Regions from separate parts of the Macaca mulatta genome. Here region 2 is linked to region 1. Evidence: chromatin contacts called from public Hi-C data. All regions are on one chromosome and are shown on one strand. The core of a region is the stretch at or near the end of the contact, and the rest is flanking DNA. Distances in the headings are between cores, read along the strand shown. Region 1 holds the start of TWSG1 (twisted gastrulation BMP signaling modulator 1). Region 2 holds the start of RALBP1 (ralA binding protein 1).

What was found. Hi-C and Micro-C count contacts between places; a contact is called where the count stands out from the background.
Region 2: a contact with region 1 is called in a Hi-C map of fetal cortex germinal zone, with 2.2 times the contacts expected there. The contact joins the promoter of RALBP1 here to the promoter of TWSG1 in region 1. A contact is called at or near these places in 2 of 14 Hi-C or Micro-C datasets (fetal cortex germinal zone and fetal cortical plate).

What each region holds. Positions count from the first base shown.
Region 1 is chr18:80,308,415-80,312,215 of T2T-MMU8v2.0, reverse strand. TWSG1 (twisted gastrulation BMP signaling modulator 1) reads right to left here and starts at 2,072. Exons shown (of 5, transcript NM_001257525.1): 1 at 1,978-2,072.
Region 2 is chr18:80,440,864-80,444,740 of T2T-MMU8v2.0, reverse strand. It overlaps RALBP1 (ralA binding protein 1), which reads right to left and starts at 2,310. Exons shown (of 10, transcript XM_028837979.2): 1 at 2,100-2,310.

The sequences.
Region 1 (3,801 bases), core at 823-3,322:
TTTAAAGATCATTCTCAATGAAAGATTATATAAACATTTAAAAATAAACAGTAATTTTATATAATAATGGCTTCATAGCAATCTTCGAGGACCTAGAACACTACAGTTCCTCAGACTATCCAGAAATGGTGACTATGAAAGTAGAGTGAGTATATCTAAACCCTCAGTAACCTGAGAATACATCAGGCAAATAGCTAGTTTCAATACTGCACTGCTACTATTCAACTTTAGTTTTAGCTCCATTATTCAACTTTAAGACCATATAAAACTATTAATATTGTATTATAATTTTAAGATATTTAATTTTCATTCTTAGAATCAAAACAAAATTTTAAATGGAAATTATTCTAGGGTTTAGACAGAATAGAGCAGCTCAAAGCAAGAAGTAGTCCACAGAGTCACTTCTTAAATAATTGAGCAAATAACAAAAGGCAGTGTAAATTATTAATTGCATTAAGAAGTCTGGGTAATTATTAGACTGTGAAGATATTCTTTTTTTGTTTTTGTCTTCTGAGACGGAGTCTCTCTCCGTTGCCCATGCTGGAGTGCAGTAGCGCAATCTCTGCTCACTGCAACCTCCGCCTCCCAGGTTCATGCGATTCTCCTGTCTCAGCCTCCTGAGTAGCTGGGATCACAGGCGCCTATTACCACGCGCAGCTAATTTTTGTATTTTTAGTAGAGACGGGGTTTCACCATATTGGCCAGGCTGGTCTCAAACTCCTGACCTCAGGTGATCCACCCGCCTCGGCCTCCCAAAGTGCTGGGACTACAGGGGTGAGCCACAGCCGCCGGCCAAGATATTCTTTTAATTCTATTAGTATCATGCATTCTTCAGAGTTACTAAGAAGATACTATAGTTCAAAAAGAAGAAGGAAAAAAGACTAGCACAAATACAGTTTGACAGGAGCCAAACAGTATACATAGTTATTAAACTTTAAATACGGGAAGATATAATTTCTTCAGGTTAAAACACCTCCCTATCAAACATAATAAATTAAAATAAATGACTACTGACATAAGAGGGATAAATAGTGAGTTTATGGGGGCATTTATGATTACTCTAAACTTTTATTCTAAGTGTTACAAAGTACATTAAAGGAAAAACAATAAAAGAGTGAAAAGAATAAAGGGCTTTGGGCCTGGTATGAGTCAATTTTGAAAGAGAAAGCCCTGGTGATCATTACTGAGGCTCACAAAGCATTCCCTAAAGACCGTTAGTAACCTAATTTCCTAATGTATTTAACGCCGCATACCAAATAGGATGATTTCTGGAGCAACCAGTACATATACGCAGGGGCCAAATAAGGTTATTTGGAAACTAATTGTCGTGGAACTAGTTTTCATCCTACAACCACGAAAACTGGGATTTTCTCCCTCCCCCAACTTTTACTGTTGTCTTATGAAATGTTCCACAAATTCATCTTACTCCCCAGATTTCACTGGAAAAAGTATTCAAGTAACTACGGCCATGTCCAAATCAGGTAACAGAATTAAAGGACTTATCTTTTCCTAAGGAGTCAGAAACCATCACGTATCAAAATTGTTTCGCATACATCACGCCCAGTTTCTCGTTAAGGGAGATGGCACTGACAGCAACCAGGGCAGAGCAGAGCCTCTGTGGAGCGGTGCCAGGGCCCCGAAGGCGCCGGACGCCCCGCGAGGCAGAGGCCGGCGGCGGCGCGGGGGACCCGGCACCCGCAACCACCCCCACCCCGGCTCGGCCGACGCGGGCTGCGGAGGACGCGGGCCGGCCCAGAGACGGTCTGGACCGAGGAGGCGCAGAGATGCTGCCGGCTCCAGGCGTCCGGCCTGTGCGCCCGCGCCCAGCACCCCCCTCTGTCCTCCGCGCAGCCGGGCCCAGGCTTCTCCCGGCCCCCGCGAAGCTCGCCGCGGCCCCGGGCCTCGAGAGGGCGGAGCTCGGCGCCCGGCCCCTTCCCGGCCAAGAGGCTGCACAATCCCCCAGCCGCTGCCGCTTACCGTGCGCCGCGGTCCCGCGAAGTCACCCACCCCTGGATCTCCGCCGGGTCGGCCGAGCCCGGAGCGCGCTGCGGCGGCTTTGAGTGAGAGGCCAGGCCGCGCCTCCGCCGTCCCCTCCGCGCAGCGCCCGCGAGCCTCGGGCACCTTAAAGAGACAGGCCTGCCCGCCGCCCTCCTCCCGGCTCCTGGCTCCCAGCCCCAGCTCCCCTCTTCCCCTCCGCCCTCGCTGGGGTCCACAGCCGCCAGCTCCCGCCAGGAGGCGTCTCTCACTCCCGCGGCGCTCCTGTCAGCGCGCACGCCCCCATCTCGGCCCCGCCCACTCCCCCGCCCCTCCCACAGCCCCGCCCCCTCCGCGCCCCCGGTTTCGCCCCTCCCTCGTGCCACGCCTCCACCGCGATCTCCCGCCCGCTGTCCCCCGGAGGCCACGCCCCCAGGCGCACCCACCCTGGCTGCCCAGCGCGATGTCCCTTCGCGCTTCTCCGCACCGGGATCCCCAGTCCCTCAGGTTCCGACAGACCCTCCTGTCAGGCCCGTTCTCCGGGCCCCTCAGTTGCAGTGTTAAGATTAACAGCGACTCACGATTAAAGCCTTGTGATGCGCTAGCCACTACGCTGAGGATATGCCGTGTAGTAAAATTCCTCAGCACTCCTCACAGCCGCCCTGTAAGGAAGCGGCCATGGCCGGGTTCTAGGGATGCAAAGCCGAGCGGGGCGCTGAGTAGCCTAGCGCGTCGCCGAGGAGAGCTGGCATGTGAACCCTTGTCGTTTGCCGTCAGAGGTAGGATTTGTATAAAATGAGAGTTTCCTAGATCTGCCTCAGACCTACCGAATACGGATCTCCGAGGATAAAGCTTTCGGAACTTCGTTCACCAATGCGTTAAAACTTGCCGGGCTGGCGCTGAGCTCTGCATCCGAACTCGAGAGGAGGGGGCGCCGCGGATCCGGGCGCGGAGGTCGCGCAGCCTAGGTAGAAGGTGCGCGGTTAGCACGTAGGTTAAAAACATTGAGAATGACACTCAGTTCTTTCCCACAACTCTGGGTTGCTTCTTCTTTTTTTTTTTTTTTATTTCTTTTGAGACAAGGTCTCACCAGGTTGGAGGGCAGTGACGACATCAGGGCTCGCTGCAGCCTCCACCTCCCAGGCTCAAGCAATCCTCCCGCCTCAGCCTCTACAGGCGTGCACCACCACGCCCGGCTAATATTTTATTTTTTTGTAGACATGGGGTCTCGCTATGTTTCCCAAGCTGGTTTCAAATTTCGGGGTTCAAGCGATCCACTCACCACGGTCTCCTAAATCGTTGGGATGACAGGTGTGAACCATAGTGCCCGGCCAGAATTTGCTTTTTAAAGAAGATGCCAGGGTGATTAAGTTAGAGCGCACTAGACTAGACCGTCCGCGGGGCACCTTCCCTTGGAAATAATGACCTAGTGTCAAACCCTTATATAAGCTAGTAAGTCGTAAATGCCTACCACCCCACTTTGTTGATTGGAAGGAAACAGAAAGAATGAAAACAGCTGATTGGCTGAGGGGTGGATTGCATTACTGATACTAGCCCACTTTTGTACAATAAATATAGGTTTTAAAAATCATCCCTGAAAATTATCCTGGAGAAATGATTAAGGGTATACCCAAATTTAAGGATAAGATTCTTATTCTTGGCATTACATACTAGTTAAGTGAATTAGGAAACTTCCGATCAATGCACTAATTCAGCCATTAAAAAATGATACTGCAGATCAGAGGTTCTCAAACTTTTTGGTCTCGGAATCCCTTTACACTCTTGAAAATTATGGAGCATGCCAAAGAGGTTTTGTGTATGTGTGCT
Region 2 (3,877 bases), core at 1,061-3,560, 130 kb before region 1:
TGACACAGCGAGACTCCGTCTCAAAAAAAAAAAAAAAAAAAAAAAAAGAGTTACTTCTCAAAAGCTACTGTTGGGCGGCTGCGGTGGCGCACGCCTGTAATCCCAGCGCTTTGGGAGGCCTAGGCGGGCAGATCACCTGAGGTCGGGAGTTCAAGACCAGCCTGATCAACATGGAGAAAATCTGTCTCTACTAAAAATATAAAATTAGCCAGGCGTGATGGTGCATGCCTGTAATCCCCTCGGGAGGCTGAGGCTGCAGAATCGTTTGAACCTGGGAGGCGGAGGTTGTGATGAGCTGAGATCATGCCATTGCACTCCAACCTGGGTAACAAGAGCGAAACTCCGTCTCAAAAAATAAGAAATAAAAAACAATGCTACTGTTAACTAATCTACTCCACTTGGATCCACCAGATACTTTGAATGAGAAGTGGGAACCACTCTACTGACCTTCCTACCCCTACTACTGCCACTCCAGCTTAACAGTAATTACCTTCACAAAGACAGAAAGGAGTTATCAAATCACCAAAATAACTCTAAAAACAGAAAGTGAGGTGATCTTTCTTACTCACAGTCCCACTTATTCATTTAGAAGTGCCGAGCACCAAAACAAACCTTATCACATATTCAGTATTTCGTGAATAACTGCCAAGTATGATGGAATACTCCCCAAAGTACTGCAGCCTTAGGACACGACCACTCCACTAAATAAAAAATTCAGCGAAAGCTTTTCTAACAAGGCTGGATGGTGCACTAACTCAACGGCCAAACGGCTGCACTTCCTGTACATGCACGTTCAAAACACCTCGAACTAACATGCTAGGGACCTTGAAGAACTGTACTAGGCCTTGCTCAAGAGGAAGGCTTTGTAATACTGAATCCCAAAAGTTGAAGCAGCAGAATTACTTCAGGGAAGACGCAGGTGTGAAATATTCCGTAAAACCTGTTTCACTCTCACAACGATCAGGTTTTTAAAAAGAGGGAGAAAACTGACCTCAATTAAGAGCATTTTGGCAACACACATAGTTGAACATGAGTTGTGAAAAGAAATCTCAACTCCATCCAGATCTGTCCGTCCATTCCCACGGAAACCTGAAGGAAGGACCGCAGCACCAAAGGCGCCCACTGCTCAGTGCCAGCGGCGGGCGACACCAGGAGCCTGTCCTGGTCCCCTGGGTAAGCCCCGGAGCCTGGCTACTATGCCGGGCACGATCCAACCGTGAGGGCTGGATCCCCTCACCTCTGTCCAGGCGCCCCCCAAGAGCTTCCCCGAGGCCTGGGGACTCCTAACTCTCCACGCCTGGCCCCCGAGAGCACCACAAACGCGGACGCCACGAAGGGAGGCCCGTCGGCCAGTGGGAGGGACGCACGGCCAGGGGGGCGAAAACTGGGGCGAAGGTTTCCCGGGAGAAACCGACGAGGGGGCAGCCACGCCCCCCGCCCCCAACTTCAAACCCGAGGGCTGCGAGCACCGAGCCCCACACGCTGCCTGACAGACGCAGGCGCGAGGCCGGCGCGGGAGAGGGCTCCTCGGGCACTCCAGGGGCATCGCCGCGACCCTCGCACGCGACCGCTCCCTGGGACTGACCTGTGCCTGCCGCCGCGCGACCGCCCGCCCCGCCGCAGCCTCCGCCTCCTCGCGCTCACTCTGCCGCCGCAGCCACCGGAGCCGCCTCCTGCGCTGCGCCCCAGGCCGGCCTCGGGCGCCCCATTCCCACCCCGCCCAGCCTCCGCCTGTTTACAATGATTGGGACGGAACAGGACGAGCCGGTCCAGCGCGCACGCGCATTCCCTCCTCCCGCCGCAGCCGGCTTCCCGGATCCTCCTCTCCGCTCAGACGGCTGAAGCCGTCAAGGGCAGGCGCCCTGTGCTCTCGCGCGGGTCGCGCTGGGAGGCGTAGTTCCCGAGGCCCCGGCATCCAACTAGCCAGAAGGCCTTTTGCCAAGGAAGCAAACTACAACACCCAGGAGGCACCGCGCCTCCTTCGTCCCCAGGCTCGCTGAGGAGACTAAAGAAGAAGGCGAGAGAACGCGCCGAGCGCCAGTGCTCTGCAGGCGCCTGCGCAGTCGCTGGCCTTGCGGGATGCGGGGACGGACACTTACCCCGGTGTGGTGCTGGCAAAGGTGTCTCGTGGGCATGTCCTGCAACGGCCCAGAGGATGGAGAGAGCTTCCCTCTCCACGCTCTGGCCAGCCTGCGCCTCAGCTCCCGAAGTTGAGAACTTTCCTTGCGCCAGCGTGCTTTCGTCGTTCCAACCAGTTAAACCGGCCTGGGGGCCGCCCGGCCTGCCCCTGGGTGGGGCTGCTGCCCCGCCTTCGACTGGGTGTGGGGTTGGAGGAAGGAGCGCCGTAGGCCTGTAGGGAGAGGCGGGAATAAACCTCTGTCGGGAACATCCACGGAATTCCTGAAGCGGGTGTGGGCTTCTGCGGGGCTCCAGCGCGCCCCCGGCTCAGCAGTTACCGAGCAGCCCAGCCCGTGTTTGGCTGGCAGTAGAGATAACTGAATTTCTTCGAGAAGCCTTTCACCCAGGCTTGTTGAGTTGCTCTGCTAATGCATAGCGAAGGCTGGAAACAGGGTTTCAGCAGTCTTCGTGTTTTCTGAAATGTGGCAGTTTATTAGGGGAGAGGTGGGACTTGGAATAGACGACCCTTCCCTGTCCCTGGCATTCCTACGTGCAGCACTCTCTGTGGCTCTTCGTTGCCTATTTAGATTGGCAGCTGCTGTCCATCTTGCTCTCTGCTCCCACATCAGCTTTCCTCAAAGCGGGCGGTAAATCTGTCTCTAGTACTCTGCGCTTCCTACCCAGTAAAGTTCAACCCCTGGGGCCTTACATTCATTTAGGGGCCTCCCACAAGTGGATACGGCATGGTCTGACATAGCCATTGGTCTTTGACTTTCGGAAAAGCCTTCTCATGGCCCCTTTCGCAATACAACAGTCTTCTCTGACCAGTGGGTTGGGCAGGTGAGCATGGCAGTGACAATTCTTTGCCTGTGACAGCACTGATTCGGCCAAGGGACAGGCATTGATCCACGCTGGGCCTTATGGAGGCCTTGCCTGAAATTGCTATATGGACGCAAGAGGGGAGCAGAGGGAGTTTTCTACTGAGGCAATTGCTGATGGACGTGTTTCTTGCAACCGAGTGGCCTAGCCAAACGTGAGGGTGGGAAAGAGAAGAAAGGGGAAATGGAAAGGGAGAAAGAGCTGGCAGAATGTAGACCGTGGTTTCATTTGGAGGCATGGTTTGTGCAGCTTTTTAAGTGCTGTGAGCACGTGAGCCTAAGTAAGTGGGCCCACTGATTGATTGATTTATTATTTGGAGCCAATGTGTGTGGATATAGAATATATTTGTTGGCTGCCACCTGAGTATTTATTCCTCCCATTTAAGCCAGGCAACGTAACCATTCCCTCTAGCAGCAGAGATGGTCACAAGCCCAGTCAGAAACAATGAACCCACAAAGACTTGGGCTGGAACTTCCAGTAAACGGTAGCTTCCTTGCTTATCTAGCATGGTGTAAGTATATGACGCCTGGAAATGTGGCAACCGTTTTCCTCCTATAAGGGGAAACCCTAGAAGGATGAGAGTTTAGAGGGAGGGCAACATGTAGAGCCTAGGGTTGAAGTCAGTACTGTCAAATGAACGCGGGAAAGATGGAGAAGAACCTTGTGTTTGGTGGCATGGTTTGAGCTGCAGTGTCAAACCTCACCTGTTTGATTCTATGGACTATCCTATAGACTATTCGGGATTGTGAGCAAGGCCATCTTACAGACTATCCAGAATTGTGAACCACAAATTTCCTGTATTGTTTAAGCCAGTTCATATTAAAATTCTAAAAGTCCTAACTAATTCAGTTGGATTTCTTTTATATGACACTGAAAGGTC